3 separate regions of the Pan troglodytes genome follow, and regions 2 and 3 are each linked to region 1. A link is a contact called in public HiChIP or PLAC-seq data. All regions are on one chromosome and are shown on one strand. Each heading gives the region's core, a stretch centred on a gene start, on an enhancer-like site or on the middle of the called end of the contact. The rest is flanking DNA. Distances are from core to core; before and after follow the strand shown. Region 1 holds the start of ACVR2B (activin A receptor type 2B). Region 2 holds the start of ACAA1 (acetyl-CoA acyltransferase 1). Region 3 holds the start of PLCD1 (phospholipase C delta 1).

Region 1 (2,823 bases), core at 109-2,608:
CCCAGCTAATTTTTGTATTATTTAGTAGAGACAGGTTTTTGCCATGTTGGTCAGGCTGGTCTCGAACTCCTGACCTCAAAAGCCTCCTGGGCCTCTAAAAGTGCTGGAATTACAGGTTTGAGCCACCTCGCCCCGCCTATAGTGAACATTTACATAATATTTTGTTTGAATAGGTTTCTGCCATTAAGAAGATGCAAAACCCTGAGGGAGTCTTACCTCTTCACTTTGCATATGGGAAAACTGAGGCTCAGAGAAGTGAAATGACTGAGACCTCCAGGTGCCACCTCCCTTTCAGCTGCGCCTGCCCTGCTCCAAGCAAGGATGTGCCAAGTCAAGAGAAGACAGAGGACAATTAATGTTATCTGAGGATCTCGGAGCCTCATCCCTGAGCTATGATGGTCTTTCCCTCCTTAGTTGGGAGCCCCATCACGTTCCTCCGAAGCTCTAGTTGTGTGATAAGGAGGGTGGAATCTGAGACAGAGAACGATGGCCCTCCAAGGAGGGAGTTCGGGGTGAGGAAAACAGCAAAACCATGTGCTAGACAAGATCTTCAACTGCAGGGCTCTGGAGGCAACTGGGAAGTTTTGAAAGTGCAGATTGAAGCTCAGGGCCGCTGCGGGTGGCGCAGGAACTGCAGAAGACAAGATGGGATTAGGGAGGGCCAGCAGGTTGCCAGAGGCCCTTTTCCACCTGCTGGGCTTAGAGGGGCGGGACTCTGCCCGCTCCCTCACTTGGTTGGGTTTAAATGACCACTCCCCGCCCTAGCTGTGCCTTTGAGTGTGTGGCAAGGGATTGCAGACGGGAGACTGCTTGTCAATTCAGGGAAGTCAGCCTCTTTCTGCCACTTAATTCGCCCATCAGTAGAGATCCGACTTTCCCACGGTTCACTGTCACCCCCATTGCACAGGTGGGGAATCCAAGGCACAGAGGCGTCTGGGCCAGAGTCCCGGGACTATCCACTCATTCCGGGGTTGTAGGGCAGCATGTGTCAGGAGCTTGGGCTCGAGCGTGCGGGGCACTAATTGCGAGTGCAGTGGCCACAGGCTCCCGGGCAAAGTGGTCAGGAGCCCATTCCCGCCACCTCCGTCCGCGCGCCCCGCCCTGTCCTCCAGCAAGTTGGTGCACGCGCGTCCTTCCACAGGGCGCGGGATGGGGGCGGGGCCTCCGTGTTGTTGTTTCTCTGGGGCCCCGCCCCTCAGGGGGGCGCGGACCACGCGGCCGGAGGGCCCGCCTCCCCTCCCCCTCCCCGCCCAGCCCGCCCGCCTCTTTGTATCCAACATCCGGGTTTCCCCGCTGGCTCGGCTCCGTGGCCGCCGCTCAGGAGCCATTTTGGACTCGGTTCAGCTCCCCTCCCCCCCCACCCCTCCCCCCGTTCATGGCCCCTCCGGACTCGGCCCCTGCGCCCGGGGCCCGGGCCCAGCCCCGCCGCGCTATGCCTGAGTCGGGCGCGCCCCGGCCCGTGCCCCGCTGCCGCCCCCCGGCCCCCGCGTCGCCCCGGAGCCCGGGCCGCAGCCTGCGCCGCCCGCAGCGGCCCTGAGCCCGGCCCCGCCGACCGGCCCTTGGAGCCCGAACGCTGCTCGGGGACGAAGGCGCAGGAAGCGCGCAGGGAACGAGACCGAAGGAAGGAGCGGGAAGGAGAGCGCAGCCGCCTCCTGGCCCTGCGCGCCCCGGGAGCGCCGTGCGGCCCTGCCCGCGGGCTCCGGGTGTGCGCGGGGCGGCGCCGCGGAACATGACGGCGCCCTGGGTGGCCCTCGCCCTCCTCTGGGGATCGCTGTGCGCCGGTAAGAACTGGGCGCGGCGCGGGGACGCCGAGAGGGCGCGCGGGGCTGGCCTCTGGCGCCGCGCGGTGTTTACCAACAAAGGGCGGGCCCGGGGCCTCGTCGCCGCACCACCTGTATTCAGCCCTCACCTCCCGGGGCGGGGGCTGGGGGCGCGGTGGGCGCACGGCTCGCCGAACTTAGGGGCACGATCTTGTCTGTGCAGTCATCTGCGGGATTCTGGTTCCTAGAGGCGCCCCTGCGATGGGGGCTGGGACGCGGAGCCTCAGGGTCGGAGTTCGGGCTACGCGGGCGCGTGGAACCCAGGGAAAGAGTGAGGAAAACCTGAGCGTGGGGAAGGCGGCCAAGAGGGGTGGGCAGATCTCATTGGGGGTGGCAGGATTGTAGGTGCAGCAGCAGCAGCAGCATGCGGGGAGGGTTGCATGTCCCTCAGAGTCACTAAGTGTAGCGAAGCGAAGGGGGCGGCTTCACGCAGCCCAAAGTCCCCTGCATTTCTTGCCACCAGTCTGCGTCGCGTTACCGGCCCGGCGGGCTGTTGGTGCTGGCTCCCACCTGCTCCCTCTTTCCCTGCCGTTGGCCCCGGGATGCGGAGTGTGGTCGCTTCGCGGGACCGCTTTGTTTGGGCACTTGGGAGGGGAGGGGGTGGGTAAGATGGAAAACCCAACAGGTCCCTCTTCGTTCGGGCCTCCGGGAGGCACGTGGCGGGGTGGGTGACCAGCGCTCAGCTCGCCCGCGGCTGCGGGCGTGTGGCTGGAGGTGTTCGGCCAGCGCATGTGTGTTTGGGGGTATGTGGGCGCGGGCGTAAACAAGCGGAGTTCCGCCTGGAAAGCTTGTTTCTCCTACGGCCCAAGCACCGATTTCTCTCTCAGTGGTGCCGGGGTGCGCCTAACCCCGGCGGGCGCGCCGGGACGTCCCCTGGCCAGTCCTGGGAAACGTGGGGAGCTGGGCATTGAAGCTCTGGCGAGAAGGTCGGGGCGGCTGGTACCCGGCCGCCGGGTCCTGCGCGTCTTTGTTCCCAGCTCCCATTACACATGCAGCGCGGGTC
Region 2 (2,830 bases), core at 121-2,620, 320 kb before region 1:
AAGAGGCCTTTCTCTTTTACTAATTCTCCTCAGCACAGACCCTTTACGGGTGTCGGGCTGGGGGACTGTAAGGTCTTTCCCTTCCCACTAGGCCATATCTCAGACAATCTCAGTGGGGGGAAACGTGGACAATACCCAGGCTTTCTTGGGCAGAGGTCCCTGCGGCCTTTCGCAGTGCACTGTGTACCTGGTTAATCGAGAATGGAGAATGGCGATGACTTTTACCAAGCATACTGCCTGCAAACAAATGGTTAACAAGCCACATCCTGCACAGCCCAAATCCCTCAAACCTTGATTCAATACAGCACATGTTTCTGTGAGCACAGGGTTGGGGCTAAGGCTACAGATTAACAGCATCTCAAGGCAGAAAAATTTTTCTTAGTACAGATCAAAATGGAGTTTCTTATGTCTTCCTTTTCTACACAGACACAGTAACAGTCTGATCTCTCTTCCTTTCCCCCACACTGCCGCACTCCCCTTGCCGAGATAGTGAAAATAGTAATCAATAAATACTGAGGGAACTCGGAGACCGATGCCGGTCACCTGGGCCCACTCTACACTTTATCTCTGCGTCTTATTTCTTTTCTCAGTCTCTCCTCCCATCTGACGAGAAATACCCACAGGTGTGGAGGGGCAGGACCCCTTCAAAGGTCAAGGCCATGGAGGTTCCCCCAGTGAAAACTCGGGGTGGGGAGGTGAGGAGAGCTCTGAACGAACGGAAGAACGGGGAAGGCCCAGCGCAGGGCCTGAGTGGTTCGCTCACCGACACAGATGTCCCCCAGCTGTTCCGGCCTCAGATTCACGTCCTTGAGAACCGCGGTCATGACTGCCGAGAGAAGCTCGTCGGGGGTGGTGTCCTGCAGCAGAAAGAGCAGCCGCAGTGACCCCCACTCCCCCATGCCCACCCCAGGGAGACAAAGCGACCACAGCTGGGTGCGGAGCTGCCTCCGGCGTCCAGGATAACCAAACATACGAACCGGACCCCAGCCCGCGCCGGCGTCTTCCCACACTCGGCGCCCAGACCCTCGGGCCTCACCTTGAAGCCGCCGCGGCCCGCCCGGCAGATGGCCGTGCGCCGCCCGTGCACCACCACCACGTCCGCGGCCGAGGCCTGCGGGGCACCGCTCAGGCAAGGCGCGGCCTGCGGCATCCAGCCGGAATCGGCCGGACCCCTCAGGTGGCCCAGCACTACCTGCAGCCTCTGCATTGCGCAGGTCAACCCTGCAGACCAGCCACCAGTCCGGAAACTGACCGCGGAGTTAACAGACAGCCGTCCGCGCACGCGCAGAACCACATCTCAGCCTCCAAGGCCTCAACTCCGCCCACAGCTCTGCGAACAGACGCGAGCGACCCTCTAAAAGTCCCGTCCACCTCCAGCCTCAGCCAACCACAAGGTGAGTCGGCCTGGGAACCCGCCCCTCCCCGCCACCGCCTACCGAGCCCTCTATAGGAGGGCCCACAGGCACCGCCCAGCCGAGCTTTCCACTCAATGCCCCGCCTACCTTGGCCTACCGCAGCCAACCAGAAGGTGTATCTTTACGAATCCCCGCCCAGAAATGCAGACCGGAAGTCTTTCCACCTTTTGTAGCCAAACCCGAGACCTGACCCCCAAATCCCTGTCTCCTGCCCGCAGCCAAACGGAAGGCTGGGCAGCCAGGACCGCTTACTGCTTGGGGGCTGGAGATGGAAGCTGAGGCTCTAATTCCTCTACCCACTTCCTAGGAGGCTCTGCTATCCCTCCGGTGCCAGTACCCGAGCTGGGGGACCTAAGTACTTCCGAGACGCCCAAGTCCTGCTCCGACGTGATTGGGCTTTCCCATTCTTTCGAGAAGACAGGGAATTTGGGCTTCCGGGCTGGCCGGGAAAACAGATTTTACAGACATGCGGGGTGTGACAAGCTCTCTAACTGGAGAATGAACATTTCACACTTTTACCAGTTTTACACCCAATTGGAATGATTTTATTAGTGCCCATTTCCCGTGCTAGGCTGGGGTCTCCACCAAGGCAGAGAGGTACCATGTATCCGGGGAGCCTGCGACACCCTTGACACTTAGTAGATGATCAAGTACTTGTCGAATGAGTAAATGAATGAACCAGGGCTCCCCAGGTCAGGACTGTGTCCCTAAACCTAAAGGGCAAGGCCACGTGCCCCCTTGACTCCCAATAGCAGGGCCATGTCTTCACCTGAGACCCTGGAGAGTAGTGCTGGGCTTCCCACAGACACCAAAGGACAGGGTGCCTTGTGCTCCCCAACCTAGTGTCATGACGTCCCCAACCATTTCGAGGGCAGGGCCACGGCATGCCTCAGGCTCCAGAAGGCAGCTGTCCGTTTCCCACTCCCACCTCGGGGAGCACAGCAGGGGTCTTCCCATACCCCTACTGGCGGGATTGCGTGTTCCCCAGAGACAGTGGAGGGCAGAGCTGGTGCCTTCCCACTTGTCCCCTCCTCGCCATCCTCGAGGGCAGGACCGTATGAACCCCTCAGATTCCTCCGTGGAAGAACTGTGGCTCCACCAGATCCCAAAAAGCAAGGCCCGTTTCCTACAACCCCCGAGGGAGGGTCGTCCTCACTCCGCCGCCAACCTACTAGCACCATCACCAGACCCTCGAGGGCGGTGCCGTGGACCTCTCCAGATCTCAAAGGGCAGATTCCTACTTCTTACGCCCCCACATCACCCGCCTCGAGACCGCAAGGGTAGAGGTGGGCACCCCCGCCTCCGCACTTTTGCTCGGGGCTCCAGATTGTAGGGCAGGGCGGCGCTTCTCGGAAAGCGAAAGCCGGCGGGGCGGGGCGGGTGCCGTAGGAGAAAGAGGAAGCGCTGGCAGACAA
Region 3 (2,956 bases), core at 274-2,773, 420 kb before region 1:
CCACTGTGACCTCTCAGCTGCCCAGCCTCCCTTCTTGCTAGTCTGGCAGGCGCACGAAAGACACCTCTGGCCTGAAGAAAGAAGAGGGAGCACTGGAAGGGGCAGGGACTCCATGACTCATCTAGACAAGGTGGCTTTAAGGAGCCTAGGCTATTGGTGTAAAAGCAACAGCTCTGGGCACAGAGCAAGGTCTCTCTGGGCCAGGAGGACCAGGTCTGTGCCAACTGCAGAACACGAGATAGACTGGAGGCTGGCTGATGGGAACATCTCTAAGTCCCTCTAAATTCCAGGGGGACTCTAGTGGAAGGCTAGAGGACTCTGCCCTTCTCTTTCCCATCTATTATGTCCATGAACAGTTTAGATGGATGGGTGGTGGCCACTAAAGCCTCCAACCCCAAGGGTACTAAAAAAGAGAGGGATATACAGTAAAGCAGTGATTCGTATGAAAGGAGCAGGGTTTGCTGAGATGGCAAGTGACCTGGGGGGGCAGGAGGGCAAGCCCCCACCAAGAGTGGGTGAGTGCCTGTCCTGGAGCAAAGAGGCGCCCAAAGTTACCCTCCCCAACCTCCCGCCTCCCAGAAGGCCTCCAGATCTGCCTTCGGGAGCCCAGGCTCCCCTCGCTGCTGGAGGGACAGCGAAAGGGCAAAGAGCTGGCTCGTATTGGAGGAAACAAAGCTCCGCTGGACAAAGGATGGAGCAGGCAGCTCCGGCTGAGACCTGGCCCTGTCCCCCAAGGAGGGTCGCAGATGAGGGGATCGTGCTGCTTCTTTCAGCCTGAGCATCGCTGACTATTCTGCGCTGGGCAGTTAAGGCTGCACGGCCCGACCACGATTAACCTTGCACACCTCCTCTCCCCATCCCCTTAGCCCCTGCTCCGCCACACCCGCGCGGCCTGACGCGGTTCAGGCACGCCCAGGCTTTGGGGAGCCCCTGGGGCGGCCCGGATGGGGCAAGGAGAATTTTGGTCGTTCTTGGATGCTGTTTCCTTCCTTCGCCGCCCCTCCGTGCGAGCGGGATCGTGGAGCCCAGACTTTCATGACCAGGACAAGGGGGTCCGCGAGGCGGAGGGAAGTCTTTAGACCCGTACCGCCCGCCCACCCACCCCCCGGGCTAGATCTCGGACAAGCCTGGAAACGCCCAGGGTCGTGCCCGGCAGTCCCACCCAGGGAGCCGCGGGCTGAGATTTTCCCAGTCCGGAGAAGGGGCAGAGAGGCGGGCCCGGGGTGGTGTGGAGGCGGCCGAAGGAGCTCGGGGCTCCCTGTCCAGGGCCCGGAACAGCTTTCCAGGCGTCCACCCCTGCAGGGTCTCCCGCTCGCGCGGGCCAGGCACTCACCGTGCAGGGTCAGGAAGTCCCGGCCCGAGTCCATGCCCGACGGGCGGCGCGGCGGGAGGGGCACTGCGGGACTCACTTGAGTAGCGACAGCACCGGCGGCCTGGGGTCCGAGTGGAGTGCGGTGCAGGGACCTGAATGGATCGCGGTGGGAGGAGGCCGGGGGTGGTCCCGGGACACCGCCCCGCCCCCGCTGCCCTGCGCCCCCGCCCCCTGAGCCCGCCAACCCGCGTCTCTCCCCGCCCCCTTCTGGGGACGCGAGAGGGAGGGCAGAGCTGGGGGCCCGGAGGACTGGCCAACCCTGGCCCGGGCCAGCGGGCGCGCCCCGACCAGAAATAGCCAGATCCCTCCAGCTTCCTCCGCCGCCGCCACCCACGGGCCGCGGGCCCTGTCATTACCGCGGGCGGCCGGGCCCCACGCCCTGTTGTGGGCGCCTCGCTGGGGTCGGGGTGATGCTGGAAAGAATCCGGCGTCATCCCGGGGAAGGGATCGTGTAAGGTCCGACGCCCAGCCGGGCTGCTGCGCTAGGGAGACGCGGCGTCCAGGCTTCCAGCCGCAGCTCCCAGCGTTCGCATTCCCTTCTGCGAAATGGGTGCACGGACACGATTAGAAGGTCTTCAGAGAGCAATACCTGGACCTTGTCGGGAGGAGGGTCCCCTTCCCTCTCGCTGGGAGGTTTCTAACCCCAAGAGTGCCTTTGGTGGAGTGTTGGGGGTGTGGGAGGGGGAAGCAAGCAGGTGCACGGATTTCACTTTTGAGCCACTCATATCCCAAAACCCCAGCGATCCATGCAGCCGAGGGGGAGGATCCCCAGGGTCCCTTCTTCAGGTGGCCTCCCAAGGGGCTGTCTGGGCAAGGTCCCTATGCAGACCCACCCCCTAACTCTTGGGACCCAGAAAACCCCCTTTATAGGTTGTCTAGAGACCCCTCCCACCACAGACCCTGGGAGGGTCCCTAGATCCTGTTGCCCACCACCCCTTTGGAGAGTCCCTTGGGAAAACTGGGCTCTTGGTGTCAGAGAGCCCCCAGAGGGCCTCCCAGGAAGCCACCCAGGCCTCCTGGGCTGATAAGGCCAATGCGAGAGTCAGGCAAAGCTAGTTGGACCAGCTCTGCGGGGAGGGGGCTGGGCTCACCCCAATCCCTCCTCTTCTGGGCCCTAGGTGGCCTTGAATAAGGGATGTGAAACAGCTGAAGGACAGTCTTCTGGTTCTGGGGGTTAAAAGTGGATCAGGACTTCTGGGCTTTGGAGAGTCCCCTGCTCTGCATGCCCCCTCTCCACAGACGGGGCTTCACCCCTTACCTGGCACTCAGCTCCAATCCTGTCCTGCAGTGCGAACACCCCTGCCCTGGGCAGGCCTGTCAGGTCCCTCCTTGGTTTCCCTTCTGCCCAGGGCCACACTCCATGTTTGCTGAGGGATGAGCAAATTCATACTGGCAGGCATCACTTTGGACCTCCATACAGGGGATGAGTGGGGAAGAAGGGTCCCCTTCTCTGCCCTCTGGAGGCCTCCTCAGGCCTTGGAGCCTACCACTTGCACCTCTGATACTCCTGGAGCCTGCAAGCCCCTGTACTCAGCAAATCAGGCCTCCTCAAGCCCCCCTCCTCTTCCTAGGCAGCGTCACAGT

What was found. HiChIP or PLAC-seq counts read pairs in DNA pulled down with a chosen protein or histone mark.
Region 2: an H3K4me3 HiChIP or PLAC-seq map of stem cell-derived excitatory neurons shows a contact between it and region 1, with 6 times the contacts expected there. The contact joins the promoter of ACAA1 here to the promoter of ACVR2B in region 1. A contact is called at or near these places in 1 of 7 Hi-C or Micro-C datasets (stem cell-derived neural progenitor cells) and 1 of 1 datasets of contacts at active chromatin or transcription factors (stem cell-derived excitatory neurons).
Region 3: an H3K4me3 HiChIP or PLAC-seq map of stem cell-derived excitatory neurons shows a contact between it and region 1, with 4 times the contacts expected there. The contact joins the promoter of PLCD1 here to the promoter of ACVR2B in region 1.

What each region holds. Positions count from the first base shown.
Region 1 is chr2:42,455,821-42,458,643 of NHGRI_mPanTro3-v2.0_pri, forward strand. It overlaps ACVR2B (activin A receptor type 2B), which reads left to right and starts at 1,359. Exons shown (of 11, transcript XM_516369.7): 1 at 1,359-1,781. The coding sequence starts at 1,730. XYLB (xylulokinase) reads left to right here. Exons shown (of 19, transcript XM_016940725.4): 19 at 174-1,215. The coding sequence ends at 356.
Region 2 is chr2:42,139,990-42,142,819 of NHGRI_mPanTro3-v2.0_pri, forward strand. ACAA1 (acetyl-CoA acyltransferase 1) reads right to left here and starts at 1,371. Exons shown (of 12, transcript XM_001171323.6): 1 at 1,037-1,371; 2 at 764-857. The coding sequence starts at 1,207. It overlaps LOC101058262, which reads right to left. Exons shown (of 3, transcript NM_001280446.1): 3 at 1,929-2,830. The coding sequence ends at 2,653. It also overlaps a transcript of MYD88 not described here.
Region 3 is chr2:42,033,416-42,036,371 of NHGRI_mPanTro3-v2.0_pri, forward strand. It overlaps PLCD1 (phospholipase C delta 1), which reads right to left and starts at 1,524. Exons shown (of 15, transcript XM_054680542.1): 1 at 1,334-1,524. The coding sequence starts at 1,367.